2 separate regions of the Capra hircus genome follow, and region 2 is linked to region 1. Evidence: chromatin contacts called from public Hi-C data. All regions are on one chromosome and are shown on one strand. Each heading gives the region's core, a stretch centred on a gene start, on an enhancer-like site or on the middle of the called end of the contact. The rest is flanking DNA. Distances are from core to core; before and after follow the strand shown.

Evidence for each region. Hi-C and Micro-C count contacts between places; a contact is called where the count stands out from the background.
Region 2: a Hi-C map of blood shows a contact between it and region 1, with 4 times the contacts expected there. The contact joins the promoter of ACSS1 here to the enhancer-like site in region 1. A contact is called at or near these places in 3 of 5 Hi-C or Micro-C datasets (all in blood).

What each region holds. Positions count from the first base shown.
Region 1 is chr13:41,891,081-41,898,806 of ARS1.2, forward strand. No RefSeq gene overlaps it. Among named protein-coding and RNA genes, the nearest start is that of CST7, 37 kb to the right of the region's middle. Within about 2 kb of position 2,746, at least 3 of the 5 cell types and tissues checked have an H3K27ac peak or open chromatin away from gene starts, as enhancers often do.
Region 2 is chr13:42,014,994-42,022,719 of ARS1.2, forward strand. ACSS1 (acetyl-coenzyme A synthetase 2-like, mitochondrial) reads right to left here and starts at 4,324. Exons shown (of 14, transcript XM_018057282.1): 1 at 4,012-4,324. The coding sequence starts at 4,303.

The DNA.
Region 1 (7,726 bases), core at 1,496-3,995:
ATGGGGTCACCTCTGTGAAACGGCGGCCCGGACGATGAATTTCTAAAGGCAGCTGTGAAATGTGTCCAACCTCGGTGCAACTCACAGGAGAAGATGCTGACGTCCGAGGCTAAGCCACCTCTCTCTCCTGGGGCATGGCCTCCACATGGTGGCCGGCCCCCTCCACCTCAGAGCAGGAAACCATGTGGAGAGCGCTGTGTTTGTCCACATTCCTGACCCACATGCTCAAGGTCAACAAACACTGTTGTTTAAAACTGCTGAGGCCTGGGCTGGTTTGTTGTGAAGCCATAGCAACTGAAACAATGGGTGGGTCTCCAAGGATGACTTTGCTTGAGCTCAAAGCCTGTGGGGACACACTGGGTGAAGAAGGCATTACAGGCCGGGGGCAGCAGCTCATCCTTCAGCCTCTGCTGCGCCCCCCCCTCATGTCACATCTCTTTGTCCAAATATCGCGGGGCCTTTTCTCAGGTGGCTTTAGAGTCTCTGATGGCCGACAACAGCCAATGTGCCAAATGGAACAAAAGGCAGGGCAGAGCGCCCCTTTCAGGGTAGGTAATAGGGTACAGAGCGTTCCTTGCGATCCTATGGACTGCAGCCTGCCAGGCTCCTCTGTCCATGGGATTTCCCAGGCAGGAATATTGCAGTGGAGTGCCATTTCCCTTCTCCAGGAGATCTTACTGACCCAGGAATTGAACCCACATCTCCCATGTGTCCTCCACTGCAGGCAGATTCTTTTCCACTGAGCCGCTGGGGAGCCTTATATAATATATGAATGTGTTGCATGTTAATACTATAATAAAGACATATATGGAAATTTGGGATTTGGAGAAGATATTAAAAGGCTTGTAGAAAGCAAAACTTTCCTGTTTTGGTCACTTTTCTAACCCTGGGCTCTCAGGATGATCAGGGCTGTTGCTGCCCGGCTCTTGGAGTTCATCCTGCCTGAAGCGGGTCAGGCTGCAGGACGGGGTGCTCAGGCCCAGATGTCCGGCCAGGGCAGGGACACTGGACCCTACGCCCCCACATCACCACCGGGGAGGGGGGAGGTAGCACAGGGGCACGAGCAGGGACCAGGATCGGGTTCAATTTCTGTCCCTGTAAAGCAGAGCCTGGGGCAACAGCCTCACTCTGACACATTCCCCAGAAATACACCTGTAGGACACAGCAGTGAGGCAGGGGGTGTCGAGGCTGGGCAGGGGGCACAGGCCTCCTGGGACTTCTTTGGGACCCTCTCCCTCTGATGCGAGCTCACCCAGGACACGCCCAGGTGGTACCATCTGGATCCCAGATGCACCCGGGCGTGGGGCCCCCGCCACCAGGTGGCGCTGGAGCTCCGGGAAAAGATGTGCCAGGGATCTTCCCTAGGTCAGCGGCCACGGGGCCCCGGGCTCCATTCCAGACACCCATCCCGGGCCTGGGCGGGAGTTCAGCCTCGGTTGCCTTCATCCCATCTGCCCAGCAGCTGTGGTCAGGAGGGGCGGGGGATGGGCCCCCTCTGTGAGCGTCTGACCGGGATTCCCGGGCTCTGCCAGGCTAGGTTTAGGGAGCTGGCGGTTAAGCTGTTGGCGGCTTGGAGTCTGTGCTGGTCTCAGTGTTCACACGGCAGACCTCGGGATACTGCACGGCAGCAGGGTTGTGGGTTGTTTCCATCTCGCCTTGCAGGTTCACAGCACACTCCTGCCTTACTGCTCAGGTTAAATTAGGAAGGATGGTTCTGGAACTGCCTGTCAAGACTGCAGGCCCTGTCTTGGGTCCACCCCAGTCCCTGGTGCAAACTCTGCACCAGGGGCAGGGCCTGGCCTCTGGGTTCTGACCAGCAATGAGACTTCCAGGGGCCACTGGGCCAGCCTTTCCATCGCGTGACCAGCGGCTCAGAGACGTGGAACCCTTGCCATCAACCCCCGTCCCCAAGACCCCTTCCCAGGCCATCACCTTCCCAACCGACACAGAGCCTCTGCATTAGCAGTGAACAAAGCCCCCTCTTACTGATCTTCTCTGAGGATGGCCACATGACCTAGTGTGCTCCTGGTTGGGAACGTGAAGGCTGATTATTCGGGGGTGTGTGGGGGGTGGTGTTGTGAGACCTTCAGTGGATGAATCACTTCTTCGAAAAGGTCTCCAGGGAGATGGACATCTTGAAATCCATCTTTGTACAGATGGTCATGACCTGCTCACTGCCGAGAGTGTGGCAACCCCAGGGCTCACAACCCAAAACCCAGACCTCTGAGACCTGAACCTCCTCGTGGAGTGCCTAGACATTACGTGGAGAGCCAAGTTTCTGGGGCAGGGTCCCAGGTTTGGGGTTTTCTAAGAAATGAACAAGCTCCCAGAGCTCGTCAGCGCTGCAGTGTGGGGACCGCACTTGAGTCACATGGATCTTGGCTATGCTGTCACCTAGAGAGTCCTTGTGAAGCAGTCGGAGTTCTGACCACTTTACGATGACAGGATTACCACTCTTGGTGCATTTATTTCCTGCACCTGCTCCCTTTCCTCCAGGTGCATCTCACCTCAGACCCCTCCCCCCCCCCGCCCCCCCGGCCGTTGCCTAAGCTGCACAAGATGCTTCAAAACTTAGCAGCTTGAGCAACAGTAAAAATTTGAACCTGGGCTCAGCTGGGCAGTCCTTCCCTCCAACTAACATACACTTGGGCTGTGGGGCTTCGGCCAGACCAGCTGACCCAGCCGAGAGCTGACGGCACAGAGCTCTTTCCGTGTGACCTTCCACGGGGCAGCTTGGGCTTCCTGACAGCAGGTGACCTCAGGCCACTGGCCTTGGCACATGGCAGCTGGCTTCCACAAAGTGTCCCAGGAACACAGACCCCAACACAATGGCACTTAGCAAGCTCACAGTTGTTAATACCTCACCCTGAACAACCACATGGCCAACCTCCAGATCAACAGGGAGTAAGGTCACCATGGGGCCATAGACACAGCAGACTGCCACAGTCTCTGACTTTTTCACTTGTGTTCATTGTCTCCAGACCAATTCCCTTGGAGAGTATCTCACCAAACAGCTCCTTTAGGGGAGTCTTGCTGTTTTTCGTTATTCAGTTGCCAAGTCATGTCCGACTCTTTGCAACCCGTGTCCGACTCTTTGCAACCCCGTGTCCGACTCTTTGCAACCCCATGGACTGCAGCACAATAAGCTTCCCTGCCCCTCGCCATCTCCTGGAATTTGCCCAAGTTCATGACCATTGAATTGGCAATGCCATCCAACCGGGGAGTCTTGGATCTTAGAAATTATTATCAGAGACCCAAATTCAGCTCGAACACTTTAAACAGTTCATTAGAAGTTCAGAAACCCTCATTGTTATGCAAGATCTGCTTGCTTAAGTCATTACATTGAAAATGAATTAATTCTTTTTGTCATACTTTTAATGGAGGATAGATTTAATTCTGTGTATAATATGACAAATTTCTGCTAAAGAGTGACAGCTGTGGGCATTCATCACCATTCTCATTTCAGAAACCATTCTGCCAACCCAGTTTTATCATTTCACTGTGAAGGGATGGGTTAGAACTGCTACTGGCCAAGAGACCTTGGCCACAGGCCCGGAGTGTTACCAACGCCAACAGAGTACTTGGCCAGTGAGACACATGGGGTCATTACAGGAGACCAACTTCCACACTCCATTCAGGACACTCTGCACCCTCAGCTGACGTCCCAAGCTCCCCTGATGCTTGTATCTGAGGGTGTTTATCAGAAAATGGTATGGAGAGACCTCTTTGGCATTTTTCCATGGAACATCCCCCCCTGCTTTTTTTTTTGCATTAGTAAATGATAAGAAGTGGTAAAAATCAGCCAGCTGGATCAAAAGGATGTGCAGTGGAAATCACTTTCTTCCCACCTGCACACGTGAGTGCCCCGGCTCAATATGCCAGGGTTGCTCCCTGGGTACCCAGAGAACAATGGTGCCCAGTGTGCCCGTGTACTCAGGTCACAGGCGCGGCCGCACACACCACATGTGGGCGTTCACCAGTGTGCTGTGTTACTGCAGCTCACAGGGCACCTTGGAGATGTTTCCTGGACACGGTCACCCCTCTCACAGGCCCTCTTGAAGGTCATCTGAAGGACCGCTCAGCTTCGCACGTGTCCACTGACCCTTCAGTTTCCTGAGTCTTTTGGCATCAGTCATCTAATCCACAGAGTGAAGCAAAGTATCCTTTTCCATTTGAATCTGACTGTTTTTTCTGCATCTGTGATTTCTTACACTTTCTCATCTTGAATTGTCCCTTGAGGCTGAGTTTACCGAGCATCTGTACGTGTGCATATGTGTGGGTGGGAGACTCAGAGTTTGTGAGTGCCACACACGTGTATCTTCAACTTAAGATTATTTTTCACTTCTCATTTTCTGTTTTCAGATTCACCAGTTCCTGCTTTTATTGTTCTTAATTTCCTGTCTTGCTTAGTGTTTTTTTTCCCTCTTTGCCTAAAATGAATGCTCACTCTGTTTATTTTTCTTCAAACTTGTCAACAATTCACCAGGAAAGCCATCTGGTTCTGGGGTTTGTGTGTGTGTGTGAAGCATTTCTATTACCAGTCCAATCTCCAGTTATAAATTTATTGATCTTCTGTCTCTTCTTGAGTCAGCTGTGGCTGTCTGTGTCTTTCTAGGAATGTGTCCATTTCCTATAAATCACCTAATGTGTTGCCACACAGTTATTCACAGTGTCCCCTTACAGTCCTTTTTACTCTCTGTGGCACGTAACAATGTCCCTCTTCATTCCTGATCTAGTATATGAATCTCTCTTCATTTCTTGATCAGTCCAGCTACAGGGGATTGTCAATTTTGTTCTTCTTTACAAAGAACTGATTTGAGGGTTTGTGCGTCATTTTCTCTATTGTTTTCCCATCCTCTATTTCATGTGATTCCGTCTGCTTTATTTACTTCCTACTCTGGCTCTGCTTATTCTAGTTTCTTAAGATGAATGGTGAGGTTATTGACTTCAGATATTTCTTTTTTAAAGTAAGCATTTACGGGTATAATTTTCGTTCTGACACTACTTTCAGCGTATCCATAAATTCTGGTATGTTGCGTTTTCACTTCCATTCATCTCAAAATATTTGCCAGTTCCTTGTGGTTCTTTTTGAGCTATTGATTATTTAGAAGTATACTGTTTATTTTCCACATTTTTGTGAAATTCTTAAATTTCCTTCTCGTATCGATTCCTAATTTCATTCTATTGTGATCAGAGAACATACTTTGTATGACTTTACTCCTTTTAAACGCACAAAGACTTGTTTTGTGGCCTGATAAATTGTCTCTTCTGGGGAATGTGCTTGGAAAGGATGCGTCTTCTACGATTGTTGGGTAGGGTGTTGTATAGACAGTTGTGAGGATTCATTGTTTCATGATGTTGGAAGTCTATTTGCTAATGTCTGTACAGCTACTGAGGTCTCCAGCTATTATTTTGAATTGCTTATTTCTTCTTTAAATCTGCCTGTTTGGCTTCACATATCTGGGACTCTGTTGTTATCATTGCTATGTCATTTTGATGGATTTTCTATTTCATTATAAAATTACTTAATTTTCTCTAGCAATAATTGTTGCCATAAACTCTTTTTTGTCTGCTCTTGGTACATTTACTCCAGCTCTCTTTGGGTGGCTGTTTCCAGGGAATCTCTTTTCTCATCCTTTCCCATTCAATCAGTTTGTGTCTTGAAATCTCCAGTGTGTCTTTTCTTAGTTATCATATCACTGGATCATGGTTTTTGTCTTGTTCTTCCTATCTCAGCCTTTTAATTAGAACGTTTGGCCCATTTACAAATCTGCCTCCAACTGGAGATATGGGAAGAGGGGCCTCACTTTACCTTCTACCCACGGAACGTTAATGATTGCTTGTTCTACTCCTTTGCCAAGGCATCTTCAAGAACACTGCCACCCACCTAGTTGGTCACCTTGCCCATCACATTACCCCTCCAGCTCAGCTCCCTCCTTTGTAAAATAAGAAGTCGGGATGGATGTTTGCTATTCTTTTGACAAGCCCACCTGCAAATGAGACCTGCCTCCCTGCCCAGGCAGGGACCTGTCCAGCCCTCTCCTCCCATTTCCATCACTGAGAGTAGAGTTCAGAGACCAAAATGAGCATTTGTATACATTCAGCAAAATGCTGGTGGCTGTGATGAGAACTCATCCTTCTTTAGGCCCAGGAGAGCTGGAGGTGTCACCTGAGGACTCCGGTTATGCTACCATCCCCCAGCACCATTTGTGCCCAGAGATGAGTCACGAGCCTGAGGCTGGACCCGCCCCACCCACACCGCTTCCTTGTGAGTCACAATCACCTGTCAGTTCTACCTGCCAAACATGCACACTGCCACCTCCCTCCTGCTGCCGCCACCCCAGCCTGGGTCCCCCCTCCTCCCTCAGCCCCTGGGGCCTGATCCGCCGTCCTCCCCACACACGGTCGGTCACTGCCTGCCATGGACTCCACCATCGCTAGCCTGCCACCCAGACACTCCCCCGGCTCCTCACTGAGGACTTAGAGACTCCCCCCTCCCCCCCCAGGGCTCCCCATTCCCCTCCTCACCCGGACACCCTGCTGTCTACACCCAGGCCATGCTGCAGCCTCCACGACGGTAATGTATCTGCCGCTGCACTGCCCTCAACTGTTTTAACAAAACTGTGATGCTCCCCTCATATACATTTAAGATTACATGTGCCTTTTTACCCTAGTGTATATTTATATTTATATTTTTATATTTTATATTTGTAAATATAGAAATATTAAATATAAATAAAATTATAGTATATTATAAATTATTTTCATGTAAAACTCTCAGATCTCTTTAGAATGTACATCGTAGAAAACAAGTTTCACATCAGTGTAAGACCCACCACGATTGATGAAACATAAATGGGGACTTCCCTGGATAAGAACCCACCTGCCAGGGCAGGGGACACGGGTTTGACCCCTGGTCTGGGAGAATTCCGCGTGCCAAGGAGCAACCAGGCCCACACACCGCAACCGCTGAAGCCAGCGCTCCAGAGTGCACAGGTCACGGCTCCTAAGCCCTCGAGCCTGGAGCCTGTGCTCTGCAACAAGAGAAGCAACTGCAATGAGAAGCTTCACAGCAAAAGGGTAGCTCCCACTCGCCATAACTAGAGAAAGCCCCCGCACACCAACAAAGACCCAAAAAATCAGTTCAGTGCAGGCGCTCAGTCGTGTGCGACTCTTTGTGACCCCATGGACTGCAGCACGCCAGGCCTCCCTGTCCATCACCAACTCCTGGTGATAGACTCATGTCTATCGAGTCAGTAATGCCAAAAAATAAAACAAAAGATAAAGCATACATGAGCAGGATTTCCCAGGTGGTCTGGTGGCTACAACTCTGCCCTGTTGATGCAGGGGGCTCCAGTTCAATCCCTGATCTGCAAACTAAGATCCCACATGGCCAAAATATAAAAGTAAATAAAATAACAGAGAGAATAATTAAATAATTTTTTTAGAAAAGATTATACTTGAGAATAAATACACTAAGTATTAAAAAACATACATGAAAAAGATAACTACTACACAGGCAATTTCTACTCCAGGAGTTAAAAACTTTACCCTTTCCTCTTTTCTCCTTAAATATAATTTCATTACATTCCACTCCCAGAATTTTATCCTCATATTATAGAATTTTATGCCTGAACATGCTTTATTATCATTCTCATAAAATCCTGCAACAGAAACACATGTATAAATGGAAACTATTTTGGTTTCTTAAGATCAAAAAGGTCTA
Region 2 (7,726 bases), core at 3,074-5,573, 130 kb after region 1:
AGACCTGAGGTCATGTATTCACTGAGAGTTCCTTGAAGGACCTGAGTGAGCTACTTCAGCCACTGGGAGGAAATGCAGCCTCAAAGGCAGGCTCTTGCCATCTCAACGTTTCTGCCGTCTGAATTATTCGAGGCACGTCATGAAGAGGAGAGAGCTACAGCGAAATGGTTTCCACTGCTACAAGGAATGTTCCAAAAAGCGTCCAAGGAATCTCTGTGTTCAATGCTAGTTATAAACAGTCTATCCTTGAGCTTGAAAGTAAGAATACACACACGCGTGTTTCAAATTCAGACTCAAAATAGAGTTTCGTTTTGTATTCTGAAAGCAACACGTCACTACCCTCCAGTTCTGCATCTGCAGCTTCCTGATGTCTCAAGTTTATACCCACGGAGCAAAGACATCTGTTGAGTCCTGTGAGGGAAAGAGCCAAACTTCAAAAGCTGAAAAGAGTCCTTATCAGAACGTGGCTTTCTAAAGAGTTTCGGGTTTCATGCAAACCAGTTCACTGCAGGGGGTGTCAGGTCTACCTACCCCCCCCAACCCCACCCCGCCCAGGGCCCTCTGACACCACAACCCCCCACCGGCCTGGCTCTCCCATGGTCCAGGAGGGCTTTCAGAGCCACGTCAGCCACCTGCATGCCCTCCCCAGCCTGCTTCCCAGAATAGGCTGGTCAGATGGAAAACCTGTGTGGTCCCATTCAGAGGCAAAGCAGCACGGCTGAAGAGCAGGTTCAAGGTTACAGCCTCCTCCCCGGATTCATTAATAAATAACAAAGGCCAGTGATTGGGTGCAAGGAATGTTCTGAAGACAGTGCAGAATGCTTCACAAGCGTTTTCACATTCAATGCTAACAGTAGTCCCAGGTCACCTGCCGCTGGTCAGAAGCCTAGCAGCTTCTGCCTTGGTCTCTGGGACCTCTGGTAGCCAACAGCCCTGGGTCTAGTCACCACCTTGTGAGAAGCTCCTTGTGGGTGCTCCAGGCCACAGCTCCAACTAAGCCCAGCCTGTAGGCCAGGCCGCAGACATGGGAGTGAGCAAGGTAGATGACTAGAGTCCCACAGGTGGGGAGCAGAGGCAAGCCACTCCAGTCAGGCCCTGTCCAAAGTCCTGACCCACGGAATCCGAGAGACTAAGAAAATGGCACGGATAGGAACTGGAACAGAATTTCAGTTACGCACTGTTCTCACATTACAAATGAGGAGACACACCAAAGAACATTCAGGGGAGGGCAGGGGGAGTAAATTAGGAGAGTGGGATTGACACAGACACACTATTATACATAAAATAGTGTAAACTAATAAGAACCTACTGTAAAGCACAGGGAATTATTCAGTACTCTGTAATGACCTATATGGGAACAGAATCTGAAAGAGTGGATATGTGTATATATATACTTGACTCACTTTGCTGTGTAGCTAACACAATTGTAAACCAACTATACTCCAAAAAAAAATGAATTTTAAAAAATTAAGCACTTGGCGAGACTTTAGATAGAAAGAAAAAAAAAAATGATCAGGGGAAAACAAGTATTCAAACTCAGGTATGATTCCAAAAACACACCCAGCACCACTGAAGTGTACGGTACCACCCACAGACTCTTTGTTTGTTTGAGAGAGACAGATTGGCATTCATCCCAATCCACCCATTAAGTGGTGCCCCACCTGCCCTGGTTGGACACAGGTCAGTGGTTCTCAACCTTAAGTGTGTATCAGGATCACCTGGAGGATCCACCCCCAGGTTCCTGGCTCTGGCCATCTAGGATGTTTCTACAAAGTTCACAGGTCTTGCCGATGCTGCTGGTCCAGGGACCACACTTTGAGAACTGTACATACAGACCTTCCTGAAGGAGCAAATGGAGTTTTAAGTGATGCTCCTTTGGAATAAGCCAACATCACATGACCATCACACAGACAGACAGAGCATGCCAAAACACACCCCGTTCCACCCCAGCCCACAACTTTCTAGTGGCTCCCAGGATAGCCATAACTTGGTCTGGTCCTTTTTCATATGATCACCTCTGATTTGCAGACACTGGCGACCATCAGAGATATTTCTGACAGATGAGTGCGTCACATACACATTTGATGAGAGAATGTGGCTGAAATGCTGTTTTTCTACAAGGCAGTTTTCTGAAGTTCAGTTTCTGGCTAAGGTAACCATAAAGGAGAAATAAATGAAGAAAAAGAGGCAGAAGAGTGTCTTGCTGTACACCCTAACCCTGACCTTGAACCTGACCGAGTAGGGCTCACAAGGCCCTGGCTGCCCGTCGCACCGGATCTGTCATTACACCACCACCACTCCCCCCTTCTTATCTGAGAGTGAAAGGTGGCACGTGTTCACCTTGAATGTCCCTGGCAGCCTCAGGTCTCCCAAGTCCAAGGCAGCTTCTAAAGGAATTGCAACCTTCCACCCCTTCCCCCTGCACGCAGCTCTCTCGATCCAGGGTGCATTCCACCAACCCTGCAAACCTAAGGGTTTAGCTTTTCTCCCACTAGTCCAAGGACACTTTGTGCTGACTCAATTTTAGAGAAGACACTTATCTACTGAGTCATTTTTATTAAACCAGCAAAGCAATATACAATATAAAAAAAAAAAGTCTGGTCCAAAGTTCCTTTAAATATCTTTGCTTGAAAAATAACCGCAAGAAACTACCTGTAACTCTGGCTACTTCTAAATTTCACGAGTCAAAATCACTACCACTTATTGCTCACTAGTAAGTACTGGGCCTGTTCCATACCCTGTGTGCCTGGTCATCACAACCCAGCCCCTCAGGTGGGTATTGTGCCCTCTAGTCTACACAGGCGGAGAAGGCAATGGCACCCCACTCCAGTACTCTTGCCTGGAAAATCCCATGGACAGAGGAGCCTGGTGGGCTGCAGTCCATGGGGTCGCTAAGAGTCAGAGAGACTGAGCGACTTCACTTTCACTTTTCACTTTCATGCATTGGAGAAGGAAATGGCAACCCACTCCAGTGTTCTTGCCTGGAGAATCCCAGGGATGGGGGAGCCTGGTGGGTTGCCGTCTATGGGGTCTCACAGGGTCAGACACGACTGAAGCGACTTAGCAGCAGCAGTCTACACAGGAGAATGCTGAAACTCAGAGGAACAGAAAAACTGGACCAGTAAAGAAGTGGAACCTGGAAACTTAGACCCCACTGCCCAGTTCAGGCCTTGGTCAGGAAGACCTTTCCTTAAACAGCCCCTAGACTCCCATCTATCCCATTACCCACTTCCTCCTTGACAGGCAGCCCCTCTGACCGCCCCCCCATCTGGCTGCTCACACTCCAGGCCTAGCCTGTCTCCTCCTTCCCTTAGTTGCTGGGCCTTTTGCCCCTGGTGGGCCGGGGCATGGCTGGCAGTGTGAACCCCAGTCCCAAGTCTGGACAGAACCGTAGGGGATTCAATCTCCAGTAGGGGCCAGAGAGGACAGACTGGCGATGGAGCTGGCTTCTGAGACCTCGGAAGACCGGCCCCCTGGGTCTTCGGGGCGAAGGTGAAACTGAGAGCGGGTAGGTCCCACTACTGCTTCCTTCCCGCCCGCCCGCCCGCGGGCTGACTCCGGCTGCCGGCGCGGCTTCCTCCTCCCCGCCACCCGGCGAAGCCCCGTTTGTTTACATGGGCAGGGCTGCTCCCCAGACGGGTCGCCGGCCGGCACCTGGCGGTAACAACGGCCAGAAGCTTTTCGGTTCTGTCGCCGGCCGGCCCCGGGGGCGGGAAGTCCTGCTCCTGGCGCGCCCCTTGCCTTCCACCCCCCGTGCGGCACGCTCGGTGTTAGGGCCGGTGGGGGCCACCGTTAGACTCGGGGCGGGGGGGCGCCGGGGAGCGCGAGCCACGACCGAGGAGTCGGGGCCGGGCCGGCGGGGTGGGGGCGGGGTGGGGGCGGGGTGGCCGCGTCGCTTGCGGGGGAGCGATGCCGGAGCGCCGAGGAGGGGGCGTGTGGAGCCGCCGCACGCTGGGCTCGGGGTCCCCTGGGCGCGCGAGCTGGGGCTCCCCGGTCCCCAGGCCCACTCACCAGACACGTTTAACTGGCCTCCCAGGAACCAGCTGATCCTGCCGCTGCGGAAGTCGCAGTCGCTCACCGTGTGGTAGGGGGTGTCCCACACGAGAGCGTCCCGCGCCAGCGGCCCCCAGAAGGCGGCGGGCTCGCGAGCTGCCAGCTTGATTCGCTCTTGGTAGGAGCCGGGCGGCGCTGCGGGGGCGGAGGCGCTGCTCCAGAGCCGCGGGGCCGCCAGCGCCCGCACCCCCACCCCGCGGAGGCCCCCCAGTAGCCGTCCGACGCCGCGGCCCAAGCAGCGCGCCGCCATCGCGCCTCAGAGTCCCGCGCCTCAGAGCCCTGTGGCAACCCGGCGCCCGCGTGCCCGCGCCCCGCCCCGGCCCCGCCCCGCCCCAGGCCCCGCCCCCCTGCCAACGCCCCGGCCCTCGCCCAATCCCGCTCCCTCTCCCAGTCCTCGCGCGCTCGCGCCCCTCCCTGGCTCCGCCCCCTCCCCGCCCCTCCGGCCAACGCCCCGGGCCCGCCCTCAGGCACCGCCCCCGCCCCGCCCCTCCCAATCCCTCAGCTTGCGCTCCAGAGCTGGGCACCAAGGGAGGGGGAGCAGCTGGGGAAGGGGGGCCTCCCGGAGCGCAGGGTACGGGGTCCCGGGGCGGGCTGCCGGCGCTTGAACCGGTGCGTCCTCCAGCTCCGACGGCTACGCGGCGCGGGGAACCGCAAAGATGGGGAACCCGGGGACGCAGGCTCTTACAAGTGCGGGAGCGATCACGGAGCCAGCGAACCACCAGTTAGGTCCATTCAGCATCTCAGAGGCCGAAGGCATTCGTCTCTTCGTGCGCCCTGGAAAAGGAACACGCAGGTCTGCCTGCACCGGACCCCCGCCAAACTATACACACACAAGCAGCACCCCCGCTCCGTGGACTAAGTGGGGTTCTCTACCCAAGAGGCCGTGGGGGTACCCAGGGAGGTGGTCTAGGGTCCACCGCATTCCTGTGACAACGAAGCAAACGCCCGGGGGTTTCGGCCTGCTGCTGCAGCTTCTGTGTCCTGGGTTCAAAACCTGACGTTTCTAGCTCTCTGACCTCGGGTGAGTTCCTTAAAGGTCCCTGTGCCTACACCACCCCGGCTACTGAGCTCCCTGGGTGTCCCTCCCAGGCTGCAAGTTTCAGACACCAACTCATTTATTCTTATGCAGCCCTGGGGAGGGGGAAACGCATGATATCTCTCTCCCCCAGCTGTACCCAGGAAGCCCGGGAATGGAGGCTATGTCCCAGTTATCAAGCCAGGAAAGATAGAAGGGAACCCACAGAAACTTGCCTCAGCCAGACTCTAATATCACAACACCCACAAACTAAACACATAATAAATAAGATAAACAGAAGGGAGAGGGGAATTTTGAAAGTTAGTTGGTCGGTTGAGTTCCAGCCCATTAGCTGTAAGAGGAACTTCTGCTGTCAGCCCCAGTGTGTGTGTGTGTGTGTGTGTGTGTGTGTGTGTGTGTGTGTGCCCCCTCTCCTGTGCGCCTGCGTGCACTTGCCTGCTTGCACATGGTGCCTGCTTTTTAAGGCTGGAGGTGCTGGGGTCCAGTGAGAACAGTTAGCACTTACACATGGGCGCTGCTCTGTGCCAAGTGCTTGACCTGCATTTTTCTACTTAATTTAAAAGTTATCTGGTGCTATCAAGTCGTGCCCACTCTCAGCTCCCAAGTGGAACATATGAGGACGCTGAGCCCTAAGAAATAAACACGTGCTGGGCAGCAACCCCACTCCCGCCTCAATTTCTGCTTCACCACTTGGCCTGAATCACTTTTTTCTTTTTTTAAGCCTCACCACACAGCATGCAGGATTTTAGTTCCCCAATCAGGGATTGAACCTGGGCCCTACGCAGTGAGAGCACAGATTCCTAACCACTGGACTGCCAGGAAATTCCCTGAATCACCATTTTTAATAGAATAAATAATAAAACTGAAATACAGAAAGACTGTAAGTGTGGCCAGGGGTCCCAAAGATGACTACAGATGGTGGAGCAGTGGGTGAAAACTCCCAGGCATTTGCTCTATAGGTGAGAGGCTCCCCCTCAAGAGGAAGGATCTGTTCCCCACAAGTGGATAAGCAATGCTGCTCCGACTATCCCAGCCCAGGCCCTGAGAGGCCACAGAAGCAGGCCCTAGAGACCCCTGCAGAGAATGTTACCAAACTCAAGTCCACATAAGGCCAACCAACACCAAAACACCTGAGTCTGGAGCAGAGAAAGGTTTATTGCAGGGCCCTGCAAGGAGGGAGGAGGCTCATGCCTTAAAAACCCTAAACTCCCCAAAACTTTTCAGCAAAGCCCTTTTCTGGGAAAGGTAGAGGTGGGGTAGCTGTTGCAGACTTCATGTTGTCAGAGCCTTTATTCTTGAGGTCAGCTCATGGTCAAGTCATGATGTTCCTATAAACCTCCACCAAAACAAACATTAGTATCTGTTCTGACCAGAAAGGGAAGGGGAGTCATTTAATTCTGTCTCCGTGCCTCCTTGCAGCTGTTAACACGCAACAAACCTCGTAAGGAAAACAACATGATTACCCCTCGTTTAACAAACCTCGTAAGCAAAACAACATGATTACCCCTCGTTTTACGGGTTCAAGGTCCCAAGGCTCAGCTTTTGCCCTGCGAGGCCCAGGTCTTTGGTAAGAGGAGGGGTCCCTGTGCAGGCCAGTTACCCTGCTTTGGAGCAATTGTCCAGCATCCAGTTTGGGTCCTCCCACCAGTGCACAGTGTGCTGAAGAGACAGATCTCAGCAGGCAGCCCCTCACAGCCCGGTCCCTAGATCCCACCCAGCCCCAGATGGCACTCAAAGTGCCACAGGCCACACAAAGTCTCCTCAGGCCACACAAAGTGGGGCGGGGTTCCACAAACGGCAACCCATGGAGACAGCTGCTGCCATCAGGTCTTGGAGGTGGGATAGGGGAGAGGTTTGCTGCCGCTTAGAGCCTGGGCTTGGTGGCGGGCAGCTGTGGTGAGGACTCTGCCAGACACAGTCCTCAGTCCGTCCCTATGGCCCCAGGATTACCCACCACCCCAAGGCTGGAAGGCCTGGAGGGCCCGGGGAAGAAGGCCACAATCCACCTCTCACTGCGCTCTGTACCGCCGGGGACAGCTGCAAGCTGACTGTTGGTGGAGCAGCGGGGCCTCTAACTGCCGCCACTGTGGAGCGATAAGAACTGCTGGGTAGCCCTGCCCCGCCCCCTGCCCGCCTCTACTGCAAGAACAATAGGGAAAGTACACGGAATTGACTCTCAAGACGTATGAAACTGGCTTTCCTTCAGGCTGGATAAAGAGAAGTGACTGTGTGTACAGAAAACATTACAGAGCCAACCAGGTGGTACAGAACTGCATGTCCTGTGGCCCAACGTTACCTGAGGTGAGGTCACAGAGGCCAAGGCCAAGACTGCCTCCTGGAAGCGGCTCTCCTCCGGGAACTACGCAGGTGGAGCCACACCCAGTGACGTCCGCAGAACAGCTTTTCATGGGGCCTGGATTGTTCTGAGAACAGCCAGGCCCTTCAGGCAGCCCGAATCATAGAAGCCCTGGCCCTTAAAATAGAAGCAGAGCCCTCCACTGCAGAAAGCAGTGCATTGGCAGGTGCAGACGCGGGAGGCGTGAGAGGGAAACTGGGCTCACTTTACGTCTCAGCCCCGATGTTCAAGTCGGAGATGGCAACCCTCACAATCCTAAGAGGAGGATGCTCTGATCCTCA